Regions from separate parts of the Mus musculus genome. Here regions 2, 3 and 4 are each linked to region 1. Evidence: chromatin contacts called from public promoter capture Hi-C data. All regions are on one chromosome and are shown on one strand. The core of a region is the stretch at or near the end of the contact, and the rest is flanking DNA. Distances in the headings are between cores, read along the strand shown. Region 1 holds the start of Tmco3 (transmembrane and coiled-coil domains 3). Region 2 overlaps Fbxo25 (F-box protein 25). Region 3 holds the start of Fbxo25 (F-box protein 25). Region 4 holds the start of Champ1 (chromosome alignment maintaining phosphoprotein 1).

Region 1 (2,793 bases), core at 191-2,690:
AGAAGCTGGTACGAAAAGTTTCATACACTTTATGTTATCTTGTGAAGAATAACACACAACCTAGGCACAAGAGTGCTCCCATATAAGATTTTAGAAAGCATCTGTAAAATGTCCTTCCACAGACACTTAGCAAAATACCTCCTCTTATGGTCAATTTCAAAGGGCTCATAGGACAAACATTTGCTCAAACAGATTTGCGGCCCACTACAGATTGACTGTGCTTTGCCATGTGCAAGCCTGGAAATGAGGGCATCAAGTCCAAGTGTTCCCAAATCTTGAGCCTCCCAACATTTCCTTCCCCAGTGACGTTCCTGTCCAAGAGCGCAGGTGAGTGGCTTGGCCGCTGAAGTCTGCTAGCAGCTGGTCAGAGGAGTCTTTCTGCAGCTCTTCTCCATTATTTCTTGATTTCTAGGTTCAAACCTTTTAGTTTTCCAGCCTCGTCCTTCTCGGTATTGGTTCCATCCCCTCTTCCCTCCCCAGGGTTCGGTCCTCAGTTCCCCTGTTTCCTCTACGCAAACCAAGCCAAGCCGACATCTCTCCCAGGACAGAGACAAAACTTGTCTTCCTCGGCTCCCATTCGCTTGCATCCTCTCGGAGCAAGGCTACCCCGAGACCCAAGGAATGGGACTGTCAGGCGTCCTCCCGCGGTCCAGGCCTTTGCACGGCTCTACTAGGCAAACCCTCCTCTACCTCCAGGGCGTCCAGTCGGTCCCTCCCCGCCTCCAGGATTCCCAGCCTGATCTCAGGAAGAGAGCGGGCGAGTAGGGGATATCCTCGCCGCGGCGAGAGCTGAGCGGATCGCAAACCATGCTAACCCCGCGGAGCCTTGCGCACCACCTTCCGGGGATCGCGTCCTTCCACCTCTTCCACAAACCTCCCCGGGCTGACGGCTTCAAAGCTCTGCCAGCTCCGCCCCAATCGGCGTCACTGTCCACTCAGAAGCGGGACGGCTCCGCCCAGCAGGCAGGTTGTCACCCGTCGCACAGCCCCGTCCCGCCCTCCGGTCCGGTCAGCACCCAGCTGACCCGGCGCCGCTGCCCTCCCCGGAGATCCAACTGGGCTCCTCACACCCCTCTTCACACCATGCTACTCCAAGTCAACCGCGCCCTCCCTCAACACCACGACGGGCACGCCCGGCCTCTCGGTTCGGTTATCCTAATGCCGCCACAGAGAGGTGACCTCCGCGCCCGGCTCTGGCCCGCACCTGCAGAGCGCAAAGCTAGCCACCTACCATGCTCCCCAAGGCTGCCGAAGCGACTTCAATTTTCTGCGCAAGCGCACGCCGCTCTTCCTCTGCGCAGGCGATTGCCGCGGCGGCTAGCAGCAGGCGCTCTGCGCAGGCGCAGTGTTCGAACGCTCCCTTCAGGTGACTGGGGGGGCTCGCTCCGTCTTCGGCTCTCCGCGTGCAGCGTGGACAGGCGCCCCTCAGCTCCGAGGCACAGCGTTTGGGTCACATCGTAACCTCTCTCGGAGGCTGTTGCTGTTCTGAGGCTCTTAGGCTTACGCACTCTCTGGAAGCTGGCTGGCCGGCCGGCTCCCGGGACTCCAGTTCCCGGCGTGCATCGCGCCGCGCGAAGGACGACGGAGCTGTCCATCGGCAGCCTGCTTAAAGGAGCCGCACCTACTTTCCAGCTGCGCGTCAGAAGCGCCTGAAGTAAGAAGAGGGCGGTGCCGTCCTCGGTGTCCTGGTCCCGAGGCCAGGAAAGAGATGAGGGCAATTCTTTGGCGGCCCTGAGGTTCGCTGCGTCGGGGAACTCTCGATCGGGGACAGTGATGCTGAGGTCGCATGTCCAGAGAGCGGCCTCCTCCATCGGGGTAAGCTCTGCAGCTGCGGGACTTCTGTCCTGAGATGCGCTCCACCGGGGTCCTCATCCGGGTTGCTCAATCCTGGCGACTCCTACCCGGGGCTCCTTCTTGGTTTGTCTCTTCCAAAGGGGATCCTTCCTAGGAGACTGCCTTTGTCTACTTTCCAGGGGGTGGAGGGTCTTTTCCTAGAAGTTCTTTCGGGGTATGGGGGAAGACAACCGTTTCCAAGACTTCACCTAAACTCGGAGGTTCAGCTCCCCGAGCCTCCCGTTTTTTTGTTCTTCCCTGTAATTTTTTGTAGTCTCTCTGTCCCGCCCCGTGAGGCTGCCCGCAGACAGCCTCTTCTTAAAGATAAACCTGGAAAGACGCCCCAAGATTGTCTCTTTCAATAAGGGATGTGGGTGCCCTGCAACACTTGACTTAAGCTTATACAGCCAGGGAGGTTGGCAGAGTCAACAATCAAACCAAGATGGTTTACACATTAATTTCTTAATTTAGGTGGTAAAACCAATCAAGTAAGTTGAAAGTGACAGGGAAGGTCACTCTGGCCCAGTGGGTTTAACCTCTCGTTTATTTATTGTCAGCATCCATCTCATCTTCCTGGGGTGCAATGTAGATTTGCTTACTTACCAGAGAAGTGTTTGCTACTGATGAAAGGGCCTCTTTCTTCATAGATCTTTTTCTCCTCCTTGGCTTCCCTAACTAAAAAAAGAACAAGCAGCTGGCTAGTGAGTAGGCTCTGTGTCTCCTCTCTTTGTGGATTTAAGTTGGCACCTCCTGAACAAATAAAGTAGCTATTTGAACAGCCCTTTGGGCACCACCAAGAAGCCATGGTTCATTGGTTCTAAGTCATATAGGCTGTTTGCTCTGCCTCTGTTTGACTTATCTTCCTTTGGTGCATGGCATCTTATTCCTCTTCTGTATTATATTCTCTATTTCTTTTTCCAAAGTAGTTTCAAGGATTGGCCGGCTACTGAAGTGCTTCAT
Region 2 (2,793 bases), core at 81-2,580, 640 kb after region 1:
AATTGTACAAAGCCAAGCTCAATTAAATATCGCCCCTACTTTGTGAGTCGTGTGGATTCCATCTGGGAAAAGCAACAAGGGGAGGTTGTTAGGAGACTGCCAGGGTGTCCTGTGACTTCGTGGGATGGGGTCTGATGTTAGGAGATTGCCAAGGCATCCTGTGCCATCCTTCATCCCTGTAGTGACCCAGGTCGTTGCAGACAGGTGCTCCTGAGTACATGCTAACCTTGTACTGTGTGAGGGTCGTCACCGCGGAGAGATGTCCTCACCACCATAAGGTTTTTCCTTAAAGTGAGATATACCTCAGATTCTACACTGTGCTCTACCCTTTGTTCCCCACAACTCCACAGCAGTGCTTGGTGTGTTGCACACACTGAGAAAACGTGGGTCTCAGTGTTTCCTGTGAGTGTGTGGTTGGGTTGTACACGTTAGGGCTGTTCTTAGAGCTGTGTCGTCTCCCCACGCGATCAACAGATCCGTTGCTGTCTCCACTGCTCCTCAGCAGCCCTGGCAACCTTTCACTCAGAGTCCCCTGTGGTTCCTTACTGCCCTGCAGCTCACCTGCCCCCAAAACTCTCAACTGGAAATCTGTGTAGTGTACGTATTTCAGATGCAGAAGGAAGGTTTTAAGATCTGTCCTGACCTGAGGTGAAATCCATACAGATCGATACAGAAAACAAAAGAGATTTCAGACAGAATGCCAATAGTTTACTTATATTTCACCCTTGATTCCCAGACCTCTGTATCTCATTGTAGTAGTTGGCTTTTGGCGTGCTCAGCTCACATGATCCCAGCTTGGGTCATATACCCTCAGGCCTGCTCACACCTGTTTTTCAGAGATGCCTCCGGTTGCCAGTGGCCCCCGTAAGGCTCACTCCTTGGTGGTTGGACACATTTCCAGCAGAGCAGTGAGAATTCCCTGCAGAGAATTGCTCCCTGAGTGTGTACAGCACCAGATCCCGAGGCCTCCTGTCCTCCCACCCCCTCCCCCTTGTCCCCAGCAACAGAAAGCAGAGTGGAGTTTCACTAGTACTCACTCTAGCAGCAATGTGAAAAACTGCCGTGCCTCCTGTCTCAGTAACACACAGTTGGCTTACGTTTAGTATTGCTGTCTTTGCTCTGTTCTCATTTATGTCTGACATGGGTTTTAGAACTAATACAAATACCTTTCACTAGAGGCTTTTATGCCCTAGCCGGTGTCAGATGTTGACTGACTTTCCTTGGCTGGCTGACGTCCCTGCCTGTCTGATGTCTTGTAGAGGCATGGCTACTGCACCCTGGGAGAAGCCTTCAACCGGCTAGACTTCTCAAGTGCCATTCAGGACATCAGGAGGTTCACTTACGTGGTCAAAGTAAGTGGTTCTTGCGGAAGCAGCTTTGATGACTCCCGAATGACTAGTTTGAAGGTTACAGGTATGAGATTACATAACGGGTCACCTGTCTATGTACAGAAAGGAAAGGGACAGCTCAGGAGAAGATATGGAGGGGGGTTGCAACACTTAGGTCACAGTTGCAAGTCCCAGAGGCCACAGGAACTAAGACATTGCAGGGTCCTTTTCTTGGAAATGCCTCCCACGTTTGAGCTCATGAGGACCCCTGATGGTTCCACATGCATGTTCCACTTCTCGTGTTCACCCGGAATGAGCCTTGTTGTATACACAGGAACAACTGGCCAGTAGACAAGAGGATTTCATAAGGACTAGAACTCCAGAAAGTCTCCCTGCAGTACTGACGGCTGTTGAGGAGTTTCTGCCTTGGGCGATCTTCAGAAGGGCGAGGTCTTTGCTGTGATAGCTCTCATGCAGTTTGCTTTTGTCTGTGGCTCATCCACGCCACTGCATTGTGGGTAAAGCACCAGTCAGGCTTCACACCGGCCGGCCCGTTCCCAGTGCTGCCAGAAGACTCTCACTGCCTCCTAGGCGGTTAGAAGTGTTGCTGCAGGACAGAGATGTGAGACTGGATGGCTCTTGACCTCCGCTAGTGTGATATGTAATGTGTGATTCTAGACAGCACGGGTGGGTGCAGGCGAGGCAGCCACGGCGTCTTCTGGTGTCCAGTGTACACAGGGCAGTGGCCCCTGACCTCCTGCAGGGCATCCAAGTCCGCTGCCCTGGTGATGGACCTTGTTTAGGAGTGGAGGAGTTAAGCATCCAGGGAGGACACAGGCCAGCGCTCACAGTACCAGTGCTGCCAGCTCTAAAAGACCTCTGTAAATAATCCTCTTTACAAAGTAGAAGTGACAGTGACGGGGGCTGGAGAGATGGCTCAGTGGTTAAGAGCACCGACTGCTCTTCCAGAGTTCAATTCCCAGCAACCACATGGTGGCTCACAACCATCTGTAATGGGATCTGATGCCCTCTCCTGGTGAGTCTGAAGACAGTGACAGTGCACTCATATACATAAAATATAAAATAAGTAAATCTTTAAAAATAAAACAAAACCAAAAAAAAGTAGAAGTGACTTATTCTGTTTCTAAATAAGAAGTTTTCTTAAAAGAGTCAGGACTTATGCCTATTCAGAAGATAATTAACCCTGCCCTGCTGGCTGGGTGTCAGCTTCCTGGTGCTGCGATGAAATACTCTGACAAAAAGCAACATGAGGGATGAAGGGTCTTGTTTCAGATCACAGGGAGCTTTGGTGTGCCACTCACTGTGGTGGCAGCGCTGGGCTGGCTTGTGTGTCCTCAGTGGTGGCCGCCCTGGGCTGGCTCCTGTGTCCTCAGTGGCAGCAGTCCTGGGCTGGCTCGTGTGTCCTTAGCCCTTTGGTTCCTTCTACACTTGTTTGTTATGGTTG
Region 3 (2,793 bases), core at 165-2,664, 620 kb after region 1:
TGCCTCTGAGTCTTGGGTGCCCTATTCTTGTCTCCAGGAGGGAAGATTTCAATTCAGAGGACATACCTAGCCACACAACATATTTAACATACTTTAAAATAGCTTTTAAATTTCCTTTTGATCAGGCAAGGTGCATAAAGGACAATTACGGGAGTCAGTGCTTTCCTTCCACCAAATGGGATCCCAGGGTTAAACTCATGTTTCCAGGATTCCACAGGAGCACTGTCACCAGCTGAGACATCTCACTGGCTCTAAACTCGGTTTTAAGTAGACCTTGTTAAATACTTTCACCTGATCATAGGTTTTCTATGTTCTGAGGGTTTGTGGCAGGCTGGGTATAACCTATGCTGCGTGTATTAGGTGCACTTTGGACTTAGTGTTTTCACCTTGCATGGGTTTATCAGGACAAACCCCACTGGAAGCTGGACAGCTCTATCTTATTGTCTCTGTTCACTTATTATCTTGGCTTGGTAACAGCGACAAAAACTTCAAACAGTCTGAATTAAGGTTAGCCTTTGCTTGCAAACACACCTCTACAAGTTCAATAAACAAAAGCACAGAGCCACTGGGCATGGTTTAGAATCGAGAGCCACACGCCTAGATTAGGTGTGTGGACGGAATAATGCTGACTTCCACCCATAATTGGTCTAGTATTTTTAAAGTGTATAGCGCAAAACACTATTAGACTAAAAGCACGTCAGAAATTATTTACATAATACATTTCAAATATGAATACCTGCTATTTAAAAATGTAAAAGACTAACCTGAATATATATGTTTTTGCTCATTACACACTAGGCACTTTAAAATATTTTTGTTTACTCGGGTAAGAACCATTCCTAGTTCCGTTTTGTTATCAAGGCAGAAGAGCTCCACAACCTGCAGTGGTCCAGTTTCCCTCTCCTTTCTACAGACCCTATACTACCTATTTGGAAAACATTCCACCTGTTGACACTGCTTTCCCAGCTTTCTAGGAACTGAAAGCCATTCTAGGCTGCAGGTCAGCAAGACTGTCTTTGAGCCCCAGGGCTACGAGCAAGAAGACTCTGGCGTGTAGGAGATTGGGGCAGTCCGAACAGACCCTTGCATTCACAGATGCCTAGCTAGGCAGGCAGGTAAATGGGACAGTGAGGTGAGGGACCCGAGTGTAGACCAGCGGTGTCCTTGCTAGCCCCAGCCCGGCGCAAGGGAGGTCTGTAGGTCCGGAGAGGACGTCTGGAAACTGAGGCTAACCACACGGGTTCCGCCAGACAACTTGGGCAATGCCAACAAGGCGGGTCAAAAAAAAAAACCACCAGAACCGACCCTGGGGCGCCTAGGATGGGTGGGTGGGGCTTGTGCTCACTGAGCACGCGCGCCCCGAGGCCTCCGAGTTCGGGTAGCAACACGAATCACGTGGCTCCTCTCCGGCCAATCAGCGGGACGCCAAGGCGGGGCGTCCAGCGGTGGCCCTCGGCGGGAGGCGGACGGCTTCCGGCAATAATTGGACGCTGCGGCTCGGTGTGGTTGGTGGCTGTCTCGTCTGGAAGGGACCCGCAGGTGAGAAGGGCCTCAGGACGGGGAGGGGCAGTCGGGCAGGGCGTCCCTGGCTCGCCCTCCGATGTCCGCCGTGCTGCTCCGGGGGCCCCGAGCGGGCTGTGGGCTCGTCCAACCTCGGTAGATGCAGGCGTCCGCCCCCCACCGCCGCCGGCCTGTCCCCTGCGGGTCCGTGCGGCCTCCCGTGCACACCTGTGTGTGCACCATCCTTCAGGCCGGCGTGTGCGCTCGCCGCGAGGCACGCGAAATTTGCATCTTTGTCCTCACAGCTCCTTTCTGCCTCTGTTCCAGGGCAGTTCCATCTCCATCCCTGGGCCTATTCAAACTCCCCAGAACTCAGACGTCTGGAGAACTGTCCCTGTGAAGGCCCCCCACCCCCCACCCTTTTACCTGCAGCGCCAAGGCTTGATTTCCCACCATTATCAGAAAAGATCCCCCATTTCCTTCACATTCCGTTTTCCTTCGTTCCTGGGCATGTTGTCCTACTACGAAGCATCTGTGATGATCTCTCTAGATTCCTTGGAGTAAACCCCATTTCTGACATTCAGCCTAAATATACAGTGGTTTTGTTTGTTTGTTGTTGTTTGTTTTTTTATATGATCTTTCACAATCAAATTTACCCACCTATACAAACTCTTCACGTTTGATCCAAGTTGTTGGAATTTAATTTACTTGAAAATCTTGTAAGAAAGCTAGAGCAGCGGAAAAATCAAATGCTTACTAGGTTGAAGATGGGCTTCATTTTAAAAAGGGATTTGTTACTGTTAATTATGAGTGAGCCTGTGTGTGGGCACATGCACGAGTGCCTGGGGAGACCAGAGGCTTCCATCCTGATGGGCTGGAGTTATGGTGTCAGCTGCCTGACTTGGCTGCTGGGAACCAAGGGCGGGGTCTTCTGCAAGAGCAGTTACAGTGAGTGAGCTCTTAACCCGCTGACCCATCTCTCCAGCCCAGGCCATACATTCTTTCTTACTCTAGAACAATGGAGATTATCGTTCTCGAAATTTTAAATGAAAAAATAAGAGTGAAGCTTTTTTTCTCCAAAAGTGAACCTGCCTTGCTATTTTTGTTATAAACTGTTTTATTATAATGCCCCTGCTATACGCTCAAAGCGTTTGTTTTGAAGATGAAGGCCATTGATGTACAATCCGATTATTTTTTTATGTAATTTACAAATAGAGCAACACACATATAAAGCCAAAAAATAGAAGACAAAGAACAAAAACGCAAACCACTGAAACCTGTAATTTCCTGGAA
Region 4 (2,793 bases), core at 158-2,657, 580 kb after region 1:
AGGGGAGTTAAGAGGGTAGCAGAGGCAGAGAGAGGCAGAGAGAAGGAGAGAGCAGAGAAGCAGAGGCCAGCCATGAACATATGGAGAGAAAGGGGAAGGGAATGGGGAGAGATGAGGAACAAGGGGGCGAGAGGCAAGAGAGGCAAGAGTGTAAGAGCACTAGTGGGCATTTTTGTGGAGCATTTTCTTGATTGCTAACTTATGTGGGGAGACCCCCACACACTGGGGGCTGTTCCGTACCTGGGCAGGTGGGCCTAGGCTGTATAAGGAAGGTAACAAGCCATCTAGAAGAAAGCCAGCTAGGAATAGCACCAAGGTCTCTGCTTACTCAAGGTTCCTGCCTTGAGTTTCCTCAGTATCTTATAAAGTAAACCCTTTCCTCCCCTAAGTTCCTTGAAGGTGCCAAACATCCTCACTTAGAATAACAAGGGTTAGACTTCCAGCACCTCAAAAATTGAAAACAAGTTGGGCAGTGGTGGCACTCATTTTTTTTTTTGTTTGTTTGATTTTTTTTGTTTTTCTAGACAGGGTTTCTCTGTATAGCCCTGGCTGTCCTGGAACTCACTTTGTAGACCAGGCTGGCCTCAAACTCAGAAATCTGCCTGCCTCTACCTCCCGAGTGCTGGGATTAAAGGCGTGCACCACCATGCCTAGCGGCACTCACCTTTAATCCCAGCACTTGGGATCAAGAAGTGTGCTTGCTGACTCTTAGACAGTGACTGTTGGTGCAAACGGTCATGGATTCCCAAAAGTGGGTTAGGAATGCTTGTGGTGGCTCGTGCCTTTGAGCCCAGCACCTGAAAGGAGGCAGAGACAGGTGGATATCAGGGCTACATAGGGAGAGACGGTCTTAAAAAAAAACAAAGTCACTAATGTGTTATGTGTCAGACAGCGTGGGATGCTTAAATAAGGTGGCCCTGGGTTCATTTCTATCATCATTCAAGTCCAAAATGCAAGGAATCAAACCACTACCACCACCAATAACAACAAAAAGGCAAAAGCTTAAGAAATTACATAGGTGTATAAAGTAAGGTAAACTAGGTCCTCACAATCTTTCAAAGCAAACAGACTAATACTAAAACTAAAAGTGAATACATTTCAATTGCAATTGAAGCCAATTTTTAGAGTTTTGTGTTTGGAGACATGAAACCTGTTTACTGCCTTCGAAAAGCTTTGTATTTGCCTTGTATTTCTAGTTTAGACAGTATGTCTTATTGGAATGAATGAATGAACGCATCCTTATTAGGAAGGAACAAATCAAAAGACAAAAATAATCAAAACGAACCTACCAAACAAACAAACAAACAAAAAACCCAAACAATCAAAAGAGGGGTTAAGCAAAGAGACAGAAGCCCAGGCCTGGGGCTGGGCCCTTGCTTCCTCCGGCACAGCCCAGCTGGGAACCTTAGGGGCCGGGGGAAGGGGGCGACCCGGAGGCACGCGACGGCACTTCCGGTGCGAGCGCGCGGTACTTCCCGGCTGGTCCTGCGTCCAGCCGCCATTCCCGAGGCCGCACAGCCAGCCCAGAGTTTCCTGTGGGCGTTTCCTCCTCTTCACTTCAGGACGCCTCGCCGGATGGTGAGGAGCGGGCGGGCGGGCGCCTCGGTACGGGCTGCAGGGTTCGGCGGGAGGGCGGGCGCCGTGGTGCGCTTGGCGCGGCCTGGAGGCCGGAGCGCCCGGTGGCCTCATCCTTGCTCTCCGCCTCCGGGGCCAGCCTTGTGTTTTTCTTGCGTGGCGGCGCACAGGATGGGAGGGGGCGGTATCGGTCTGGAATCTGCTTTAGGGCTGCTGTCCCGAGGCTCCGAAGGTCTCTGGACGTGGACCGTATCCGGGCTTAGCCTCGCCCAGGTACCCTTTCGGATGGATGGCTGCAGCCTAGCGGGGTGTTTTCCCGAGAAAGGGCCAGCGCTTTGGCACTTGACTGTGGAGTGTAAACCGGTGCCAATCTAGTATTCCCAAACATTTAATTAATCTAAAGATCGCTCGGTGCCCAGAAGTTCTACCCCCAGGTCAACGGATCTTGCTTGTCAAGAACACAAGGAACTCAGAGCCATTAGCTACACTGTTAGTGGCACACACGTGGCCATGCACTGTCTCTCCTGTAAACTGTGGATCTCCTAAATTAGGCTGACGCTGCGGCTCGATGGTGAGCCCGTGCTTAGCAAGAGTGAGGCCTTGGGTTCCATCCCAGGACTTGGGAACAAAAAAGTGACACTTGTTACAAATTAGCTCACTGATCAACACAAGTTGTTAATGGAATTGGAAAACGTGTAGAAACGTAAGGGTTATTTGTGCTTTGTGTTGTTGTTGTTGTAGTTTTTAAAGAAAAACAACCAGTCAAAAATGTATAACCTTAAAAAAAAAGGCTATTCATAAAGAACAGTCTTATGGGCTGGAGAGATGGTGGCTCAGTGGTTGGGAGCACTGACTGCTCTTCCAAAGGCCCTGAGTTCAGATCCCAGTGACCACGTGGTGGCTCACAACCATTTGTAAGACAGCTACAGTGTACTTATATATAATAAAATAATAATAAGAAAAAACAGTCTTGGGCTGGAGAGATCACTCAATGGTTAAGAGGTCTGACTGCTCTTCCAAAGGTCCTGAGTTCAAATCCCAGCAACCACATGGTGGCTCACAACCATCTGTAATGAGATCTGATGCCCTCTTCTGGGGTGTCTGAAGACAGCTACAGTGTACTTATGTATAATAATGAATCTTTTTTTAAAAAAAGAAAGAACAGTCTTATTAGTATATACGTAGACTAATAGTGCCAACATCCTAGGTTGCTTTCTG

The links. Promoter capture Hi-C pulls out the DNA fragments that hold promoters and counts their contacts.
Region 2: a promoter capture Hi-C map of the C10 cell line shows a contact between it and region 1, with 2.1 times the contacts expected there. The contact joins the enhancer-like site here to the promoter of Tmco3 in region 1. A contact is called at or near these places in 5 of 39 promoter capture datasets (the 3T3-L1 cell line, the C10 cell line, hippocampal neurons and 2 more) and 1 of 9 other capture datasets (pancreatic islet).
Region 3: a promoter capture Hi-C map of pre-B cells shows a contact between it and region 1, with 4 times the contacts expected there. The contact joins the promoter of Fbxo25 here to the promoter of Tmco3 in region 1. A contact is called at or near these places in 4 of 39 promoter capture datasets (the 3T3-L1 cell line, hippocampal neurons, liver and 1 more), 2 of 484 Hi-C or Micro-C datasets (erythroblasts and uterus), 1 of 115 datasets of contacts at active chromatin or transcription factors (astrocytes) and 2 of 9 other capture datasets (adipose tissue and liver).
Region 4: a promoter capture Hi-C map of pre-B cells shows a contact between it and region 1, with 4 times the contacts expected there. The contact joins the promoter of Champ1 here to the promoter of Tmco3 in region 1. A contact is called at or near these places in 5 of 39 promoter capture datasets (the 3T3-L1 cell line, the C10 cell line, cranial neural crest and 2 more), 1 of 484 Hi-C or Micro-C datasets (muscle stem cells), 1 of 115 datasets of contacts at active chromatin or transcription factors (fibro-adipogenic progenitors) and 1 of 9 other capture datasets (liver).

The regions. Positions count from the first base shown.
Region 1 is chr8:13,286,573-13,289,365 of GRCm38.p6, forward strand. It overlaps Tmco3 (transmembrane and coiled-coil domains 3), which reads left to right and starts at 1,441. Exons shown (of 13, transcript NM_172282.2): 1 at 1,441-1,815. It overlaps Dcun1d2 (DCN1, defective in cullin neddylation 1, domain containing 2 (S. cerevisiae)), which reads right to left and starts at 1,554. Exons shown (of 7, transcript NM_001024504.2): 1 at 1,232-1,554. The coding sequence starts at 1,234.
Region 2 is chr8:13,922,666-13,925,458 of GRCm38.p6, forward strand. Fbxo25 (F-box protein 25) reads left to right here. Exons shown (of 10, transcript NM_025785.3): 5 at 1,260-1,352. Among named protein-coding and RNA genes, the nearest start is that of Fbxo25, 16 kb to the left of the region's middle. Within about 2 kb of position 1,331, at least 5 of the 459 cell types and tissues checked have an H3K27ac peak or open chromatin away from gene starts, as enhancers often do.
Region 3 is chr8:13,906,325-13,909,117 of GRCm38.p6, forward strand. Fbxo25 (F-box protein 25) reads left to right here and starts at 1,415. Exons shown (of 10, transcript NM_025785.3): 1 at 1,415-1,539.
Region 4 is chr8:13,868,234-13,871,026 of GRCm38.p6, forward strand. It overlaps Champ1 (chromosome alignment maintaining phosphoprotein 1), which reads left to right and starts at 1,408. Exons shown (of 2, transcript NM_181854.2): 1 at 1,408-1,578.